3 separate regions of the Sus scrofa genome follow, and all the other regions are linked to region 1. Evidence: chromatin contacts called from public HiChIP or PLAC-seq data. All regions are on one chromosome and are shown on one strand. Each heading gives the region's core, a stretch centred on a gene start, on an enhancer-like site or on the middle of the called end of the contact. The rest is flanking DNA. Distances are from core to core; before and after follow the strand shown. Region 1 has its middle 16 kb from the start of KLF11. Region 2 overlaps NOL10 (nucleolar protein 10). Region 3 has its middle 8.7 kb from the start of ODC1.

Evidence for each region. HiChIP or PLAC-seq counts read pairs in DNA pulled down with a chosen protein or histone mark.
Region 2: a contact with region 1 is called in an H3K27ac HiChIP or PLAC-seq map of alveolar macrophages. The contact joins two enhancer-like sites. A contact is called at or near these places in 1 of 5 promoter capture datasets (fetal liver) and 1 of 2 datasets of contacts at active chromatin or transcription factors (alveolar macrophages).
Region 3: an H3K27ac HiChIP or PLAC-seq map of alveolar macrophages shows a contact between it and region 1. The contact joins two enhancer-like sites. A contact is called at or near these places in 1 of 5 promoter capture datasets (liver) and 1 of 2 datasets of contacts at active chromatin or transcription factors (alveolar macrophages).

What each region holds. Positions count from the first base shown.
Region 1 is chr3:126,444,519-126,447,659 of Sscrofa11.1, reverse strand. No RefSeq gene overlaps it. Among named protein-coding and RNA genes, the nearest start is that of KLF11, 16 kb to the right of the region's middle. Within about 2 kb of position 1,524, at least 34 of the 83 cell types and tissues checked have an H3K27ac peak or open chromatin away from gene starts, as enhancers often do. A contact at or near this core is called in alveolar macrophages, where this site is marked.
Region 2 is chr3:125,941,807-125,944,947 of Sscrofa11.1, reverse strand. NOL10 (nucleolar protein 10) reads right to left here. Exons shown (of 21, transcript XM_021087848.1): 18 at 1,732-1,905; 19 at 1,231-1,478. Among named protein-coding and RNA genes, the nearest start is that of NOL10, 82 kb to the right of the region's middle. Within about 2 kb of position 1,642, at least 4 of the 83 cell types and tissues checked have an H3K27ac peak or open chromatin away from gene starts, as enhancers often do. A contact at or near this core is called in alveolar macrophages, where this site is marked.
Region 3 is chr3:126,079,496-126,082,636 of Sscrofa11.1, reverse strand. No RefSeq gene overlaps it. Among named protein-coding and RNA genes, the nearest start is that of ODC1, 8.7 kb to the left of the region's middle. Within about 2 kb of position 1,461, at least 16 of the 83 cell types and tissues checked have an H3K27ac peak or open chromatin away from gene starts, as enhancers often do. A contact at or near this core is called in alveolar macrophages, where this site is marked.

The DNA.
Region 1 (3,141 bases), core at 275-2,774:
AGGAGCTCTAAGACGGCCCCCACGCGGGCCCTCATGCGCCGTATAACCCCCCGACCTTGAGTGTGGGCAGAACCTTGGGGTTTGTTCTAGCCAGTGGATGGGCCAAAGGTGAGGTCACTCACAGAAGTGCCTCGTGTCATGTAAGACTCCCTCTGGGCTGAGAGAGACATCCTCTCCCGTTGACACGGAGCAAAGGGGCTGCCGCTGGAGAGAGACTGGGGCAGGGAGATGTGGGCAGCCTCCAGACTAAGCACAGCCCCGGAGGACAGCCGGGAAGAGGCTGGCCCTCCGTCATGGATCTGCAAGGGAAGGAATTCTGCGACAGCCTGAGGGAGCAGAGAAGCCGATTCTTCCCCGGTCAAGTCTCCACGTGAGAACACAGCTCAAGGCCGCCTTGACTGGCGCTTGAGGAGACCCCCAGCAGAAGACCCCACCAGGCCTTGTCCTGACTCCTCTTATTATCTCACGGAAGCTGAGATAATAAATGTGTGCCGCTTTAAGCCTCTGGTTTTGTGGTCATTTGTCACACAGCACAGAAAACTAAGACTCCCCTGTTTTTCTCCGCAGTAGGAAGTGACTGCTGCTGCCACAGCCGGGTCTCCCAGCCTGGGCGCCTCGCACCTGTCACTCTGCCCTCCACACGCGGTCAGAGGCAAAGTCCTCAGAGGCAAACATTCTTGCCTGTTCCCTAGGTCCTGTCCACACCTGCTCTGGTTCTCAGAATAAAATGCAAACCCTTGGTCTTTCTAAACGTGCTCCCAACTCCCACCTGTCCGTGTGTGAGAACTAGAGACCAGTTCCCTCCAGCCTCACGCTCCAGGCTTTTGTGAGCCACTCGTTTTCTTCTGGATCTCCCCCACCCCCACCTCTCCCACACCCCCCCCCCACACACACACATGCACGCACACACTTCCTTTCTCTTCCTTTTTCCTTTCCTCTTTGAAGCTCGGCTCAAAGTGCCGGTCTGCCTAGGGTTCTCCCTTCCCCATGCAGTTCCTCTGGCCCAGCCCCCGGTGCCTGGTCACCTGTGCGCCCCCTCTGTCCTCCCCCAGGCTGTGGATTCCCAGAGGGCAGCAAAATCTCGCTGGCTCAGGGCTGGCTCTCAGCAAGGGTCTGATGAAATGAAGGAATGACTAGCATGTCCACTTTCCGGCTGGGGCTGGGGCTCAGTTCGCCCTTTCACGCCCTCCGAATGAGGAGCGGGATCTGCACAGGAATGGCCAGTCTTGGGACCGCATGCTCCCCAAGCCCACTCCCTGAGCTGGACTAACTGGACAGCAAGAGTCCAGCTAGCAGCTGCTGGAATCCGGAGAGGCTGGTTGGGCTCTTTCATCTCCGCTTCTGCCTGTCCACTGCCACCTCATCAACAGGGTCCCCTCACACCCCAGAGGGGGAAACTGAGGCTGAGGCAGAAAGGAGCCTGCCTGCCCAGGAGCCCCTGCCCCCGCTCCCCAGGGGCTGCTGAGGCCACCAGCTCGGGTGTGTCCCTCTGCAGAGGAAGTGGGCCGGGCACCCGCAGGCGGGGGAGGGACTCTCCCCAGGGTGGGGAGCTTCCTGCTCTCGGGGGAGCAAAGGCCTCCGTGGGCCCAGTGGGACCAGGAGCCTCCAGGACCCTTGCCATGGGCCTCCACCCAGAGGAAGGCACTGAGCCTGCGACACCCTTCCCCTCCCTTTCTCCCCCTTTCTTCTCCACCCAGGGCTTTGTGACCGGAGCCAGGAAGCTGCAGGGCTGGGCGCTTGAACGGCCTCCAAGCCCTGCTTTGCAATGGCTGAGCTCTAAAGTGGGAGCGCGTGTCCCCAACTGCCTGGCTGCAGGGCGCGGTGCTCTCGAGAGCAGCCCGGGACCACCCCGCTGCAAGCTCACGCCGTGCAAGTTCGGTGGGGTCGTCTCTACCCCAGCGTTTCGCGGTGACACCCCTGCCCCCGGGACTTCAGCCCCTGCTCCTGCCAAGGTTTCCGGGGTGAGGGGTGCCATCCCCGTGGGAGGTCCCGGCTGTCCCCTTCTCCCTCGGGCACAGAATAAAAAGCTCCCGCCCACCGCCAACATCACCCCACAGCTGGCTCTGACGTGAGGGGAAGGTTGGGCCCAGCCACGACCAGGAAGCTACCTGCTTGGCTGAGGATAATTTGACGGCCGATAAGGAGCACGTTTTGTGGCGCGTCACCCCTAATTCTTAACACCACCCGACTGGGGAGGTGTTATTAGTCCCATTTCAGGGCTGAAGAAACTGAGCACCTATGGGTGATCACGAGAGAATGGAGGACAAAGGGCTTTTTGGAGGCACCATGTGTGTAAGGAGTCATCACAGCCCACACGTGTGGCTCTTCACTCAGGCGGCCCAAGATCTGGGGTCAGGCCTCGAGAGCAGACCAGCCAGAGGTCAGAGGTTCCCACCTGGGAGAGAGGCAGGCGCCCCTGGGCCCCTGATCACAGTGCAAGAGGTGTCATGTCACCCAGCAGCCACCACGACTCCCCAAGCCTCCTCCTGAGCCCAAGTGCCAGGGCGTCCCAGGGCCCACAGGGCCCGAGGCCTCCAGAAGCCCCATAAAGGAGCCCAGGAGGAAACCAGCGGACGCGCGTGCTGCACAGGCTGGAAGTGGGGTGTGAGGAAGGCCAGTTAGGATGCCTGCCCAGCTCCCACTTCCCTGGGGGTTAACCTCTGCCAGTCAAAGTGCCACCCAGCACCAGAGAGGACTGGGGACCAAGGCTGTGATGGGCCAGAGAAGACCGAGGGACGTCAGCCTCTCTCCCCCGACTCTTGGCCAGCCTGTGGGGCGGGCATCTTGGCAGACCCCTGATGTGGGGCCATGAACTTTGGAATGACTCCCTGGCCAGCTCTGCACTTACTGGGTTGGTATATATTCAATAACAGGCGTGCCAAGGACTCATGGCGGCTAGCTTGAGGCAGATAGCACGGCCAACCTAGGCAAGAGCCGAGGAGGGATGCCCTAGTGAGGCGGCTGTTGCTCTGTGCAAGAATGGGCTGCCGAGGGCATACAGCCCGAAGCACCTTGGGGTCCTGGCAGTGGTCTCAGAGAGACATTACTGAGTGATGGCTTGAAACAGGATCTTAATTCTCTACGCAGGAATTGAACCTAGGCAGCCCGGGTGAAAACCAGGAACCCTGGCCACTAAAGCAG
Region 2 (3,141 bases), core at 393-2,892, 500 kb after region 1:
ACTATCTTTAAGTTTTTTTTTTTTTAATTTACAACAAAACTTACCTTTTTATTCAATTTATTTATTTATTTATTTATTTTGTCTTTTTAGGGTCGCACCTGCAGCATATGGAGGTTCCCAGGCTATGGGCTGAATCAGAGTTATAGCTGCCTGCCTACGCCACAGCCACAGCAATGCAGGATCCAGGCCGAGTCTGTGACCTGCACCACAGCTCGTGGCAAAGCCAGATCCCTAACCTAGTGATCAAGGCCAGGGATCGAACCCATGTCGCCATGGATACTAGCTGGGTTTGATACTGAGCCACCACGGGAACTCCTGAAGCTTACTCTTTCAGAGTGGACAGTTCAATGGTGGACATCCACGCTGTTGTGCAACCACTACCGCTGTCCATTTCCAGGACGTTCTCATCATTCCAAGTGACTCTCCGAACCTAATTCAGTGATGCCCATCCCCCACCCTTCGACCCCTGGCAGCCACCACCCCACTTTCTGTCTCTGTATTCAATTATTCTAGGACATCAATCTGGCCTCTCCGTTCTGCTACAAAAGGCTTACCATTTCTGGCAACTTTTCCAAGGGACCATTTTATTTTTATTTCCTCTTTAGGGCTGCTCCTGTGGCATATGGAAGTCCCCAGGCTAGAGGTGAATCAGAGCTGCAGCTGCCGGCCTCCATCACAGCCACAGTGACGTGGGATTGGAGCTGCATCTGTGACCTACACCACAGCCTGTGGCAACACCAGACCCTCAACCCACTGAGCGAGGCCAGGGATCGAACCTGAAGCCTCATGGATACTAGTTGGGTTCTTAACCTATTGAGCCACAATGGGAACTCCTCCAAGTGACCGTTTTAATAATTAGGTAAACCAAGGTAAGAGTAAACATAACTGAAATTCTCATTTTAAAATATAGCTTATTCAAGAAGTTGTTACCTTTTAATTGCCACTATAATTTAGGAGTGTGGCTTTTGCAGTAAAAAGCTCACTAATGCATATATTTACCAATACTCACGGGGCCACACCCTTAACATACTGTATGTAAACTGTACCTCAAAAAGTTGTTAAAAATACTCCCAACAAAGACCAGTCGATTTTTCCTCAGGCCTTGTGGCGCTTCCCTCACATTCACTCCAGAGATCAAAATGCCACCTCGAGGGCAAGGGCCCAGCCAGGAAGGGCAAGGCTGGCAGCTTGTCCAGCCACCACCGAGGGCAGCAGGGCAGCGCTACTCACTTCATCAGCTTCTGCTTTGTGGCGGAATCTTGGAAGCTTCTGAATTCTTCGCCTGCTTTGATCTCGTAAAACTGGGGTTTGAGGACGGTCTGCTGGTCCTCCCTGCGTTGCTCCTGCCGCTTCCGCTTTTCCTCCTGCTGCAGGAGCCGGCGCTGCTTCCTGACCTCTGCCACCCAGTCTTTTTCATCATCTGAGCTCTCGGAGCTTTCCGCATCGCTTGGTTTTCCTTCCGGCTCTTCCTCCTCTTCCTGCAAATGAAATGAGTAAGCAGCAGCTCCTTCCCCAGCCCCCAGCACTGCCCCCCCACCCCGGTTCTCTGTTAGCAGCACTCTCGCCTGGGGGCATGGGACAGCGCGGGCATCAGAGGCGCCTGCAACTGAAGAAACGCCCAGGCTGAAGGTCAAGGACAGCTCGAGTTTGCGTGACGCCTCTTGCAACGTACAGAAACCATTACGGCCCACAAACGGGAGCAAGTTCTATGTGACCAAGAGAGTGCATTACTTTTTCAGGAAGTTCCTGTTGCTCTAAGAGTCTGAGTTTCTTCTTCCTTTTTTCACTGATTTTGGAAACAAGTGGATTCAGAAGCCGAAATTCTTCGCTCTCTTCATCAACTTGGAAGTCAGGGTTCTCGAACATCACTTTAAATCGATCATCCGTGAGAATGTTAGGAAGGCTCTGAAAGAAGAAGGATGCCAAAATTGAACATGAACACCACCATAAAATCTGACCAGAAAGGTGGCTTCAAAACATTTCACCCAACACGAAATCAACAAGCTGCACAAGGCAGGACTTAGTAAATCCCCATGACACTGTTTTACGACTCGTTTCCAGAACTGCTAATTGCTTATCTCTTACCCACAGATTCTACTAATTTATTGCCCAGAAAATATGTATCACTTGGCTGTTACACAGAAAGAGCCAAGAGGGAGTCTTCTGAGCTGGCTTTATGCTTCAAACATTTGAAAGGACGTTCACCAATGAACACTTTTCGATGCGAAACATTTTTCAAGGAAATAGATGTTTCTGAAATACGGCTTTTCAAGCAAAGCTACTACACCGAATGAAGATCAGTGAGTCTTTCACGCCACATTTCGCCGTCTGGCGAGGAGGTACACACCGCTCACACGCCGAGCTTTGACGCGGTGGGGAGCTGGCGGGGAGCTGACCGACGGCACCGAGGAGTTACTGGGAACGTCAGGGAGACTTCCTTCCCTTACAGGTCAGCCTCGGCTCCCCCCCCCCACCCCCGGCCATTTCACTGTCCTCAAGGGATACCGATTTGGCATCAAAAAACTTGACTCAAAAAACCTGACACCTGAGCCCGACCTGAATAGCTCAGGACTGCACTCAGCTCCTTTTCATCTGTACCACTTCTGAACACGAAGTTTTCTAGAATGTACTATAAACTTTCCTCTTCACTAAAGAGAGGGTCATCTTATACCCTCGGGGCTCTCCTATTGCTCCTTATCTGCCATAGGCTTGGAACCCAGATAAGTCAACCTACCTCCCGCGGACTGCAAAGTAAACAGCACGAACACAGGCTGGAAAACCAAACCTGCTGGTGGCGGGCTCGGCTACGTAACAGACTGATTTCACTGCCTGTTCGGTACTATTTGCAGAGTAAATAAGGCTGTAAGTAGCTGAAGTCTGACATCTGTACTTGGATACAGGGCTACAAACACCGAAGCTGGTAAAACCTGGGACATCACGGAGCCTGGGCTGTTTATTACACACATGCCCTGAAAATCTGTCCAACCCTTACTAGAATTCTATGAGATACTGAACATATATTTGTGGGGTTTTTAGCTTCTTTTTTTTTTTTTTTACAAATGATTCTTCTTTTTCTCTTTTGGTCTGTTTTTTCCATTACAGTTGGTTGATAGTATTCTGAATGTCCAGAACATTTAGAGT
Region 3 (3,141 bases), core at 212-2,711, 360 kb after region 1:
GGTCCTTACCCACTGTGCCATGAGGGAACTCCAGAGACCTGTGATTTGTATTTGCTACATGACAGATGAACTCATGGGAATTTCTTCCCGTGTCCTATCTAAAATTAGGAGGATAAAGATTCAGAATAGGAGTTCCCGTTGTGGTTCAACAGATTAAGAACCTGATCAGTATCCATGAGCATGCGAGTTCGGTCCTTGGCCTCGATCAGTGCGTTAAGGAGCCAGCGTTGCTGTGAGCTATGGTGTAGGTCGCAGGTGGCAGATGCAGCTTGGATCTGGCATTGCTGTGGCTGTGGTGGAGGCCGGCAGCTGTAGCTCTGATTCAAGCTCTAGCCTGGGAACCTGCATATGCCACGAGTGTGGCCCTAAAAAGACAAAAAAGCAAAAACAAAAACAAAAGGTTTGGAATATTTTCCTTTGGTCATTTATTCATTCGTTCAATATGTGTTGATGTTGAGTGTCTCCAACATGCTGGTGGTGTGTGGGGCAAGGGACGAGCCCCCTCTGGAGCTTCTGTGGGCTGGGCTCCTGGGGGCCTGCGGGGAACTGATGGGGAAGGACCCTGACCTTCTCCCAGCGCTCCAAGAAAACCGTCTCTTTGTTTTATTTTCTCTTAAGCTCCTGGTGACGGCGTCTGACCCAACATGCCGCAGCACCTCTGCTGGCTTTTGCCTCGGCCCCGTTTCTGCCCGAGCCCCACCCCAGTGGGGCCCCACCTCTGGGAATCCCCAGAGCCCGCAAGGCTTCTTCCTCCTGCGGCGGGAGCAGCGTGCGAAGGGCCCTTGCACAACCTGGGCCTCCTGGAAGGCGTGTACTCGGCCTAAGCGTCCCTTTGCTGCCAAGTCAGAACCGAGACCATCCGAATAGCCTCTGGCATCTCGCCGGACTGAGCCACGGGGGGCCCTGGCTGCAGAGCTCCGGAGGAGAGGCTGCAGGAGGGTCTGAAGGGGATGCTTGTTGCCTCCCGTCGGACAGCCGGGAGCCCTCGTGCCGGGCCAGGGCCCCTCCAGCCACTTTGGAGATGCACGGAGGAGGCCCCGGCCTGCGAGAGCTTATCGTCAGAGAGGGCTGCTGTCCCCAGGCTTGTGTCCGAGTGTTCTGGTCACTGGGGCGGCGGTCACACAGGGTGCCACTGTGGGGCCCCAGGGCAAAGGCAGGAACTCTGCTCTGGGTATTAGAAACAGCTCGTGGAGAGGTCTGGGCTTGGAAAGGCTGGACCAGGGAGAGTTGGGGAGGGGCCCAGGACACGCAGGACAAGATCAAGACCAGGGGACACAGAGAGGCAGCTGGCCATGGGCCCAGCCTCCCTCGGGGAGAGGACAGAGGGCTCATTCTGGGGGCAGCGCCCGGCCCCCAGGGGCTAGTCCTCCATCCAGCAGACAATCTGACTCTGGCCTCATCCTGTGCTTCCCACCTGCCCACCCAAATCCTTGCAGACAACGGGACCTGGCGAGCTCAAGGGGCGAGGAGTCCCCTCCCTGCCCTGAGTACAGAACCTTCTACTCTGGCACGCCATGCCCTGTATCGCTCAGGCCAGAGCAGGCAAGACTGTTCAGAAGGGGGAATGGCACGAGGTGGGAACCCATCTCGGCGATAAGAGCATATCGAAGCGATGCAGGGTGCCCCGCCCACCACAGGGCCAGATCAGCAGGAGCCCGGGCCACCTGCCCCGTGGGGGCTGTCCGGCGGGGACTGGAACCACTGAGGGAGGCGCTGACCAGAGGGGCTGGAACCCAGGGGAAGCAGCCAGTCCTGGGGAGAGTCAGGAGGGAGAGGAGGCTTCTGTTCCCACCAGGGCCTCTGGATTGGAAGCTGTTGGCCAGAGAGCCAGCACGCGTGTTTCCTGGGTCAGCCCCCATCTCCACTCCCCTCAAGAAAAGAGCAGGACCTGGGGGGCGGGGGGGGGGTAGGGAATGGGTCTGGGATCAAACAAGCCAGGGATGGGCATGGTTCGAATCTTCCTGCCTCCCCAGGAGGACACTTCCTACGAAGAGCCTGGTAAGCAAGTAAGTGTTACATTACTCGCTGGCGTAAGCAGCAGGGGAAATTAATCATCTCACATAACCACAAGTCTCAGGGAAGGGAGGCTCCGGTGTCATTCACACAGAGCCTCGAGAGCGCCGGAGACCCGGGTCTTCCCATCTGTCTCACTTCCGTGGGCAGAGTGGAGACCCAGCTGCCCTTGTGGTTCTAAGACGGCCCCGGTTCTGGGCATCAGGAGCAGACAAGGCAGAGGACCCAGCAGGAGAGAAAGGGCCTCCCTTCCCCTATGTCTCTCTTTACCCAACAAATCCTTTTCCCCAGCGGACTTCCCTTCCCGTCTGGTGGGTGGAACGGACCGCATGCTCTGGCCTCCTCCATCCCGAGAAAGAGAGTAGCACCTCTGTGGTTGACTTAAGCTGATCACGATGCCCCGCCAGCCCTGGAGATGGGCTCAGACCTCCTATGCCGCTAGCGTGGTTACTTGGAAGACGCTGTCTGTTACGGGTTAAATTGGTGTCACCCCACCCCCCGCCCCCATACATACCTTAACGTCCTAAGCCCCTCAGAACGTGCTCTCATTTGGAGATAGGGGTTTTTTTTAATAGGCGTTGTTGCGTTCAATGAAATCATTAGGATGGCATTAGAACGGGCCATAATCCAATCTGACTTTGTTGTTGCCGGGTGCTTTTTTTTGTGGGGGGGGTCTCTGCCAAGGCATGTGAAAGTTCTCAGGCCAGGGATCAAACCCCCACCACAGCAGCGACCTGGCCCGCTGCAGTGACGATGCCTGACCCTTAACCCACTGCACACCAGGGAACTCCCAATATGACGTGTAAAAGGGGGAAATTTGGGTGCAGAGAGACAAGCACAGAGAGATGTAAAGGCACAGGGGGAAGCCATGGGGCCATGAGGCCAAGATCAAGGTAAGGCTTCTCCATGTCAAGGAAGGCCAAAGATGGCCAGAAAGCCCTGGAAGCTGGCGGGGTGTGGGGGGGAGGGGGCTGGGGGCTGGAAGAGATGGGGCCCTCGCAGCCTTCGGAAGCAATGAACCCTGCCTGAGCTTGGGTTTGCAGCCTGCAGAGCTGGGAGAGAATACGTTTCTGGTGCTCTGGCCCCCAGGCTGTGGTCCTTTGTTATGTCAGCCTAGCCAACAAACTC